Regions from separate parts of the Mus musculus genome. Here regions 2 and 3 are each linked to region 1. A link is a contact called in public capture Hi-C and promoter capture Hi-C data. All regions are on one chromosome and are shown on one strand. Each heading gives the region's core, a stretch centred on a gene start, on an enhancer-like site or on the middle of the called end of the contact. The rest is flanking DNA. Distances are from core to core; before and after follow the strand shown.

Evidence for each region. Promoter capture Hi-C pulls out the DNA fragments that hold promoters and counts their contacts. Capture Hi-C pulls out chosen DNA fragments and counts their contacts.
Region 2: a contact with region 1 is called in a capture Hi-C map of macrophages, with 4 times the contacts expected there. The contact joins the promoter of 4930444G20Rik here to the promoter of Slc2a12 in region 1. A contact is called at or near these places in 3 of 39 promoter capture datasets (cranial neural crest, embryonic stem cells and pre-B cells) and 1 of 9 other capture datasets (macrophages).
Region 3: a contact with region 1 is called in a promoter capture Hi-C map of hippocampal neurons, with 4 times the contacts expected there. The contact joins the enhancer-like site here to the promoter of Slc2a12 in region 1. A contact is called at or near these places in 6 of 39 promoter capture datasets (embryonic stem cells, hippocampal neurons, liver and 2 more) and 1 of 9 other capture datasets (macrophages).

The regions. Positions count from the first base shown.
Region 1 is chr10:22,643,194-22,646,534 of GRCm38.p6, reverse strand. It overlaps Slc2a12 (solute carrier family 2 (facilitated glucose transporter), member 12), which reads right to left and starts at 1,524. Exons shown (of 5, transcript NM_178934.4): 1 at 1,222-1,524. The coding sequence starts at 1,336.
Region 2 is chr10:22,066,225-22,069,593 of GRCm38.p6, reverse strand. 4930444G20Rik (RIKEN cDNA 4930444G20 gene) reads left to right here and starts at 1,515. Exons shown (of 1, transcript NM_053264.2): 1 at 1,515-3,285. The coding sequence starts at 1,515. The coding sequence ends at 3,002.
Region 3 is chr10:23,608,520-23,612,130 of GRCm38.p6, reverse strand. No RefSeq gene overlaps it. Among named protein-coding and RNA genes, the nearest start is that of Gm47843, 36 kb to the right of the region's middle. Within about 2 kb of position 2,345, at least 18 of the 459 cell types and tissues checked have an H3K27ac peak or open chromatin away from gene starts, as enhancers often do. A contact at or near this core is called in hippocampal neurons, where this site is marked.

The DNA.
Region 1 (3,341 bases), core at 275-2,774:
GTAAAAATTAGTCAACTCTTTATGGTTGTTGCAAAAGCCATGCTGGGCAGTTACTCTTCTTGGTCTCGGTGACACTGTGACACAGAGGCACCATTTAATTAACCCTTTGTTTGCCAGCACCACCTCAATGCTCTGCTGTCTTCTGCAGCTCATTTTCTCAGGCATGTGAAGATAAGGCCTTTCCAACTTCAATCTGACTACTCTTGCCTGCTCTTAACAGAATTTAAAGTCAGCCCGAAAGGCTTTGGGGAAAGAGAGAGGTCAAAGATGGCCCCAGGTGTCCATCCTCCATTAGATGAGGGAAGGAAAATCAGGCTAAGGCCCTAAGCCTGGAGCAAGGCATTTCTGGGGTGGGACCACTTCACTTCCGCGTGAGGCTTAGTGGATTCCGTTCCCAAATCATAAACATCCTTGGGTAGACCCATTCCCAGGTGGAAGGCTGTGAGTAACTTCTGTGTCGCTGAGCATTGGCGACTATTTGTAACATTCCACTTGGGAATGGAATGTATGATTGAAGCATGTGGCGCTGATGAGAAAGTATTAAGCAGAGGAAGAAGAGGGTCATTTGTATTGGGTTTGTCATACCACAATTAGTATATAGTCCCTTGAAAAAGAGATGAATAGAAAGAGGCACCAAGAAACAAACAAACAAGCGGACAAACAAAAAGGTGGAGGATTGTAAATCCACCGAGACAAGCATCTCGGTGAAGCACAGATAACACCATAAAAACTACTAAAGTTCTCTTTGGTAAGTTAAAGTATTCAACGAATCTCATTTTGAAAGGCAAGTTTCCAAGAAAGCAGGGACAAACAGGGGTGCAGTTTAGGGGCACGGAATAACTCATAATGTCCACTTGTTCCACACCGTTTGTTTGCGACAATAAGCAAAAAAGGTGTGTGCTCACAACTGAGGCTCTGATCCACCTTTCCAAGAGAGAGGAATGTGTACATTGCGTTACGTAAAGCAAATTGATGTAGCCCATCGTTGCAGTAGCTCCTGTTTCAATACATAAAGTCCCAAGGAGACTTCGGTCCCCGCATGTAGGGCTCTGGGTCACTCCGCGTCGCACTGAACCCTGCATTCCCGTTTCCACACATACGACACGCTCCCGGGCTGCGCGCGCACACGCACTCCCACGCACACGCACAGTCCGAAGGGGCTCGTGGGGACGACTGTCCCCTCTAGCGGTCACCCGAGCCAGCCCGGCCGTCTCACGTTACCTCCCGCGCAGGCAGGATGCCCTCCGCCGCTGGCTCCACAGCTGCCTTCGGTCTCCGCCTCTCTCCCCTTCTGGTTCAGCAGATTGGGGCCCTCTGTGTTTTCAACAGGTACCATGGTCACGGTAGTACTTACAGCTTCTCGCTCGCCACCGGACCACCCAGACCTACCGCGCTGACAGCAGTGGTCACTGTCCCCATGGGCAGCATGCTAAAGAAGAGTGGGAGGGGTTTGAGTGGGGGGGCGACCTTCGGGCAAAGCCAGTGTGATTTGTAACCAACTTTGTTTCTATTTCCGAAGGCTTTGCCCTTTTCGGTGACACAGGCTGTTGCTATTCCAAGCAGCCTATCACAGGCAAGGGGAGGGCCGTGTCTCCAGGATTGTTTTGCCTTTAGATGCGAGTTGGAAGCAAGAGGTTAAAAAGACTTGGGACTCAAAGGCAGTGTTTGGCCACCGGCTAGGGCTAGCTCTTGTGTTCCCGCAATTTGAAAAGCAGCTTAGAAAAAGAAGCATGCAGATTTAAATGCAAGTCTGCAAGCCAAGAGTAGGGAACAAATACTCACAGATGGTATCAGTTAATCTCGCCGAAGAGGAACATTTTATGTAAAGACATACCAGAAGGAAAAGTATTAATATTTCTTTTGTGGGCAAGCCTATTGCCCTAAAAGCCACAACACTCACCAGCTTAAACAAAGCGTAAAAGTTGTTTGTTTCAACGGGATTTGGGTCTAGGTAAATGCCTAGCATAGCTTTCTCTCTAGGCCCGTGGTACGGATCAAGGCCTGCTCCCAACTCCAGTCGCATGGATTCTTTAGACACTTTCTAGCCTGAGTTTATAGCAAGATAGTCCTTTTAAAAATGCACAGTTGACCTGAAAGCGAGGCAAACAGAGGATCTTCTGTCAGGTTGCTCGCTGGCTTGGCTGGCGGGAGGACACTCGGTATTCAGAGATGACTGGAGCTGTTGTAACATGAAACAAATCAGGGCACCAGAGGGAGGGGTGTTTTACTGGTCTATGAATGTGTACTTACATAAACAATCAGACAGACTGACATATTTTACCATCCGTTCTGTCCTTAGCAAATCATATCCACTGAGAAAACTGTGACATCACCTTAGAAACCACTGGGGTAAAAACTTAAACGTATGAAGTACTTTATAAGACAGAAATCAATGCTGGTTGTGTGACCTCGAGCGATTCTTTTCCCAAATAAAGCGCGTTAGAGAAAATGGGAGCTAAAGTAGCTTGCCTAAGCTTTGTAGAGCAGGCTGTGGCTCAGTGGTAGAGCCTACTACACACAAGGTCCTGGATTCAGAGTGCCAGAGCTGCACCAAACAAACAAATACACCCAGTGCTCTCGAACTCTTCAGAGCTGGTCAGGGGTGGACGGTAATTCTCCGGAGTTCTAACATTCCAGCCCTGTCCAACACTCTTTAGTTCTCCTCAACCTTAAGAGATGCCAGGAAACACAGATTCTCATACTAGCCATTCCTCTGTGAGGGAAAGCAGGTCTGCACTTGTCTAAGCAGTGACCTGTGTTTACTTATTTTGCACACACTTTGCGTCATCACTAGGTTTTTCATTAGCATCATTTGAACACCTCTTCCCTAGGCATTGCTGTATTATGCTTTAGGAAAGACATGGAAACAGATTCAACTATAATTTATTTAGTATGCAACGAGCATTGGCTACACACCTGATGTTTGTGCCGGTCATTCTAGGAAGAATCCCCCACAGACCCCACTCATGTCTCATTACTCGTAGAAGCTTAGAGAAGATCAATGTATCAAGACGAAAGAACTCATAATGCAAAATGGCTGAAGAAACTGCTTTTGCTTGTCCCCATGTGCATTACAGGGTTTGCAGGGCTTATTTGTGAATATAAAAACACATATTTATCGTTTCATCACATTCCCATGCCAGGAACCTGTAATGAACTTAGTGTGGGGTGGAACAAAAGTTCTTGCTGTGGGGTGACTTGTACAAATGCTTTGTTTTATGACAGCTACCACACCCCTGCTTCCTGTTAGCAGGAAGTATTGGATTGTTTGCTGGGGCAATTGTATAGGCACAGGACAAACCCACTTCTAGAACACTTTATTAAGATTGTAAGTGGTTCAG
Region 2 (3,369 bases), core at 266-2,765, 580 kb after region 1:
CTAGGATTGTAACTGAAGTAGTGATGTATCTTTCTCAATGGATACTATGGACAATGGAGAGATTTTATTTATTCTCTTTGGGATTGATCCTTGGTGAATTGGTCCCAGTTTCTCAAGTTTCCTCCAATATTGAAACACTGAACCATACCACCCTTCGTTCGCTATGAAAGGAAGCTCATCAGGCAGGAAGGCAACTCAAAAGATCTAAAGATGGTCCCTGAAACTGATCAAATTCATTAGGCTCCTTCTCTGCCAGAGAGCAATAAAAGCTGAGAGTCCCTCTCAGATGAAAGGAAGCTGAACTGCCAAGAAGACTCTCAAAAGAGCCACCCTCATACCAGCTGTCTGGAAGAAGTTTAGACCAACTGAGCCACCTGAAAAGGACATTCTCCAGTCCTTTGAGTCGTCTATAGGTTGTGCAGTTTCTCCAAGTTCCCAGCTTTTGTGAGCTGTCACCCATGCTGGGTAGGGTTTGGCGATGCAGCTGTTTTTGAGTCTTTTCTGCTACTGTAAGTAACCCCTCACCCATATTCCTATATGTAACCCCAATAAAACTTATCGGTTCATCAAGTATGATGGTGGTATGGGCACTTTGGTCTGTCCTGGATTGCTTATGCAGAGGAGAAACACGTTTTGTCACACAATAAATACTACCTACTACGTTTTATGACTGTAAAATTCTATTTATTCTTTGTAATTAGCAAGCATATTTTGTGTGAGAAGATACTTAGAAGGGCACTTAAATTTCTATAATTGACCTTAATGGGACAGTTTTTTAAAAGACAAATGTACTAGTCAGGACCAGCTGACTAGTACTATGACTATGCTGGGAGGACTTAGGTGACCCTGTACTCTGCCGAAGAACTGAGATATGTATCAATACATTCACATTTCCCACTCGGGCAAGGGAGTGCTTTGAAACCCTGGACCACGTTGGGGTTGGGGAGGGCTTCCACCCTCCAAAACCTTTGCTTACTGTTCTTTCAGGTGACATCACACCCAGCTATGGAACCTTGAAGGCTGTGTCTAGGGGCAACCCCGTGAGTTAAACATCATTGGTGAGGTTGCCTCCGAAGTGTGGGCTGCTGGATTTAGGCCTGCTGTCTCACTAGTGATTAACTAGGACGATTAGTCTGACTTGGAAGTTTTCTATATTTAGCTGGTTACAGCACCCAAGAAGGATACTTCCGAGGAAGCATTCTCAGAACTCCTCTGACTTTTCCAGAGCGGACCCCTGGTGAACTGCCGACCTCTGACTATTCACCAATAGGTCTCTGATATTGACAGCTTAATTATCTCCATCCTTTGACTGACCCTGACCTGCAAAGTCAACTGTTTATAAAGGAGCCTCATAGGTTTGCGACCTTGGACCAACCATCTACTGGAAGAAGTGATTCTTCGGACATCAGGGTGAACAACCCAAGAGTATCCACCCAGAGCCAGGTATAAGGTTGCTTTCGCTTGGTACTATACCGGAGTGAACACCCTCTAAAAAGCAGTCCAAGCAGTTGTCCATGTGGCAACCTAAACAGCCTGGGTTGGAGATGAAGCCTGAAGCTTCAGGAATAGGGCAAAAAAGAAAATACCACGATGAAAGTGTGACAGAGATAGAGTCTGAACCTTTGGGACAAGAACCAAAAAGGAAATGCCAGGATGGAACAGGGATGGTATTTAAAGAGCCTGGCAAGGAGCCTCGAGATCAAGAGCTCCCGAGAGAACATCCTAGCAAGGGTCAGGTACGGAAACCCCAGGGAAAGACTCCAAAACAACTAGAACCCCTAGAGTTGACCGAAGGATCTCCAGAGCAGGTTGTAACTGGGAGGAAGCCTGCTGATGGTGGCAAGGGTCACAAGCGGCCCTATTCCGTCATGGAAGAAAACGAACAAAGCCCCCAAAAGGAAAAATACGGAAGGTTGCTTCAACACCTTCAGTGCGACCAAGATGTGAGTTCAGACCCACACAGGCCTCACCCGTTCCTTACAAACACCTGGAAGATCAAAGGGGGCGAGTCAGAAGACAGTCGTGGATCAGAAAGAACTCAGAGCGATCGAGAACCATCTACTGTTGTTGCTCTAAAAGAATGTCTTTCACCAGAGGAGAGAGAGAAGTGCTGTTCTGAGGAGAAATGTGTTACAGAGAAGAAAGATTGTATAAAGGGTGAAGGAAGAAGGGGGAACAGCTTGGAGCCTGATTTACCAGGAACACAGGCTCAGATCATCCTGGATAGTGGCAAAGGCAATAGCTTATTCCCCAATAAGGTGGCAGTCCTTGCGGCAGAGAAAAAGCCTATTACAGACCGAGGAAAAGGCAGAGAAATGGATCAAATCCTTGATATTACAGAGGACATGGAGAAGGAAATTGAGAATGCATTGGGTCCAGGACCCCAAGAGGAAATCCTAAGTTCCAGATTCAAGTTGCAAATCAGCAGAGGAGACATCCAGACGCTGGAGAACGGTCAGTGGCTCAATGATGAGGTCATCAATTTCTACATGAACCTTCTGGTTGAGAGAAATGAAAACCAAGGCTACCCGGCTCTGCATGTCTTTAGCACTTTCTTTTACCCCAAGCTAAAGCATGGCGGTTACAGTTCCGTGAAAAGATGGACTCGAGGCATCAATCTCTTTGAAAAAGAACTCATCTTGGTGCCTATTCACCAGAGGGTACACTGGAGCCTGGTGGTAATCGATTTAAGAAAACGAAGTATTGTATACCTCGATTCCATGGGGCAGACAGGGAAGTCTATCTGTGAGACCATCTTCCAATATTTACAAAATGAGAGCAAGACACGCAGGAACGTTGAGCTGGACCCTTTGGAGTGGAAGCAGTACAGTGTGACATCAGAGGAGATTCCTCTGCAACTGAATGGGAGTGACTGTGGAATGTTTACCTGTAAATATGCAGATTACATCGCTAGGGACCAGCCTGTGACCTTTTCTCAGCAACACATGCCCACCTTCAGGAAGAGGATGGTCTGGGAAATCCTGCACAGTCAATTACTGTAACAACATCCACCTGGTTGCTATGGTCCCCATCCCTGTACTTTTCCATCGCTGTTTCTAATATACCTCAGGTAGGGTGAGTTGAAGAGACTTAAAACAGGTACTGAGCTGCCTGAATAGATGAAGCCCACTCTCTTCAATAGAGTCCTAACGTGGGATGTGGGACTGATGCCCTAATGCCATCTCTAGGATGCGTGCAACTATTGCAAGCTTAGAAACTGCTGCTGACAAACCAAAAGGAGACCACGTGTTTTAGAAATCCTGTTTCAATGATGGATTTAGTCAATCAATTGTTCTTTCTGTTTGTTTCTTTTGTGGTTTTTGGTTTGGTTTTGTTTTCTATTTGTGTTTTGTTGTTGTTGTTGTTTGT
Region 3 (3,611 bases), core at 1,096-3,595, 960 kb before region 1:
ATCATCTCAATTGAAGTCATTCAAACTAAAATGTCACTATGTGAATTTATAATGGATCGATACATTTTTAAAAGCTGGGTTTCAATATAGTTTCAGAATGAAAGGGAACGAATATAATTGTATACACAATAAGGGATTCAAGGGATTACCAAAAGCATAATGTAATTGCTATCAAACCACCATGATTGATTCACAATAATTAAAATACATTTACCTCTCATTCCATAACAGAAACCCACATTTATTTCTTTTAGCTGACTTCTGAGTTTTAAAGTTTTCTTTTTAAATGATTCTTAAATTGAAGAAAAAAATGTAAAAAAAAAAAAAAAACCTCAGGAAAAATTTAAATTTAATATTGTTTCATTACTACTACCTGTTTTTAGGAAAAACACATGCCAGCGTGTGTTATTTAATATTTCTGGAAATTCTAAAGTCACTCACTTACAAAGGAAGCATTTGCCTTGCACTAATATTTCAATATTTCCTATATTTTCTCACAGTGCTGAAAGTAGCAGTCGGCTACTGGGTAAATTCTTCAACTTTGTGTGTTCTGCTTTATAACGTTGATGCCCATGATGGGATGTTGACCCCGATGATACAACTTCCCTGTATAATGGCCACATTCACCTCGGCCTCTAAGATGCAGTGGCTTGGAAGCTATAAGACAACATGAAGAAGTCCCTGCAGGATTTTTCGCGATTATGTAAATAGCGACCTGCACCCCAGACAGATGTAAAAGCTATTGGCACCACCAGGGGGTGCCAAAGGACAGCACCTGTTTACATTTTCAGCTAATGGGCCCTAAGAAAGAGTAGAAAAAGAATTGCCCCCAAGCTAGACCGTTAGTGCATAAACTCACCTTGCACCATCGTGGAATATCTGTGTGTAGTACTTGGATGCTACAAGAAGTCATTGATCGCTGCAGATAAATAGGAGCACTGCCAAAAGCTAGCAAGTCTCCCGCTTTTCCAAATGAGTCTACAGATGCAGAACCAGGGAGGACTTGGTCCTCGTGAACCAAGTGGACTTCATCGTGGTCAGTTGGGTGAGATGTGGTAGAATATGGACCAGAGCTGAGGTCTCCAGATCTTTTTTGTTCGCCAGAGTATTTTCCTCTTTGCCATGCTCCCCTTTCCCCCAACCCCGGTAAAAGAGCTGGGAGAGAAGGCCTCTCGTGACATCTGTTCGAGCCTCACTGTCCTTTTCAACACCTTGCTGGATAGAAAACAGTCTCCCATGAGCCTCCGGGTTTAAAAGAATAGCTATCGAGAACTCTCTCTGCCTCCTTCCTTCATGAAGATTACTGCAGAACCTAACAGGGCTCACTCCAAGGGCTTTGTGTCCTGTTGAAGAAAACCACATTCCCATCGGAGTGTTTCTAACTCTGCTCGCTTTTTATCTCCAGCTCCCATGAGCACCAGCTGCAGGGGCTTTCTTACTTCCATAGTTATGACTCTGTTGGCCTTCTGTCAAAATTAACAAAACGTCTCATGCCAAAAAACACATCGCGAGCTAATATTTTAAAATTGTCTGTGTTATATAGTACATGCTAAAGCCCCATTCCAAAGAATGCAGATCTGATATCTTCAGGTAAAACCCATATTCTCCCTGTAAGATACAGAGCCTGGCCTTCTCCATAGATGACTGGCTGACTTTAGGTTCCCGATATGTATCTAGGCGAAAGGACACAACACACCATAAATTAGAATTAGAAGCATAACAGAACCGTTTAGAGCCCCTATCGATTTTAATGTGCCTGGTCTAGAGAACCACTTGAGTGAATGTACTTCCCCCTACTCTGACAGCTGTTTTGCCATGACCAGAGGAGGGCTAATGAGGTTACAGCTGTCAGGCTTAATCAAAAGACACAAATATGAACAAGGAATTGGGTAGCTGGTTTCAGTTAATTTGTGCAAATGTACAGATTGGACAGGCAATATTTACACTGGCGACTCAAAACAAACTTTCAGGAATTGAGCCAAAGATGACCTCACTGGTTCTCAACTCCATTCTGGGGAGATAAGACTCAAATTAGAGAAACAGGAGATGGAGCCCCAAAGGGGTCCCAGCTTTGAGACACCCATGAAAAACCCGTTTGCATACAGCACATTTCCCTCTTCATCAAGTATCTAATTGGATTTCCAAGACGGGAGCCTAGTCATTCCAGGAAAAAAAAATCCTCTCCTAACTGTTCTGGGGATGCAGCTTGGGAGTCCGGGTCTTGTATTATTGCCATGGGACTTTATGTAAGAGTCACCCCTCCCCCACCCCCACCCTCGCCCGCGCTCATGAGAGCATCCAGTGTGTGCGCCAGGATTACTGCGCACCCATTCTGTTATGAAAACATCGTTCTATTAATATAAATGCACGCTGCATTTGCCAGGGCTAACGAGAACAGGTGCAAAGTCTTCAGATGCTTGTCCATACCGAGAAATGAAAAGAGTGTACAAACAGTTTTCCCTTGCCGTGGCACCGTGGGTGTCGATGTAACATTCGTCTCTACTGCATTCCTTGATGTTCATGGAAGGTAGCCCGGGAAACTTGATCTGACTGGCTTGGAGGGCAGAGAGGGGAGGAGGAGGAAGAGAGAGATAGTGATGACATGGTCTCTAGGATTCTGTTTATGCAAATACTGTCCTCTTGATCTGGGGCTCACATGGGTCATGTACAGAGCATATTCTGTCCTATCTCCTGCTGAGAATGGGTGGGTACGGACATCAGAAATAGTCTGCTGATCTGGTATGTAGAAAACAGTTGAACGGCACCGAATAGTTCAGATCTTCATCTCTCCCTCTCTCTCTCTTTTAAAAATCTTATCCATGTGACTGCCGTGGTGTTGCCCATAGTTTCAAATTCACTTTGTAGTTCCCAGGCAAGGGAGAAATTCCTTCTCTGAAAAGCCTATCTGGGTTCCAGTCTCCATCCAGAGGGCAGTCTGTGGGATTTACTTCTTTGAACAGGAAGACAAGCAGCCCGTGAATCCACCACTGAATGAATAGCCTTGACAAATGAGTAGTAAGAGCTCTATGTGTGTGCATTTTTTTTTTTTTTAGAAGTTTTGGAGTTCGCCACCAAAACTGGGTGTCTGTATATGTGTGTGAGGATGGAAAACATGTATAACATGTGTGTTACCTCTTGCTCCCAGTACTGTTAATCACTATCAATCAGAATCTGAAAATATTAAGTGAAAACTTCAAGAAATAAATGATTTAAACGTTTTGATAGGTTTCACTCCAGCATATTGTTAGAGCATTCTATTTATTATTAATTGGTATTAGTATCTGTGCCAGAATTATAAATTAAACTTTATAACAGTTATGTAATATGGTGGCTTGGATGAGAATGGCCCTCACATGCTCATGTTATTGAGCAAAGTCTCTAATTGGTAAACTGCTCAGGGGACTGCTTAGGACTTGTGACTTTGTTGGAGCATGTGTGGTCTTGATAGACTTGTACACTGTACACACATGCATATCTACAGATATTTATAGATATGCGTGTGTGTGTGTGGTGTACACATATACATAAGAGCACATTTATATATAGAAATTTTGGATAATTTGTTGCCAGTGTCTTTACAGTAGTCTCCAAGATGGCTCCCTGGATTCCTA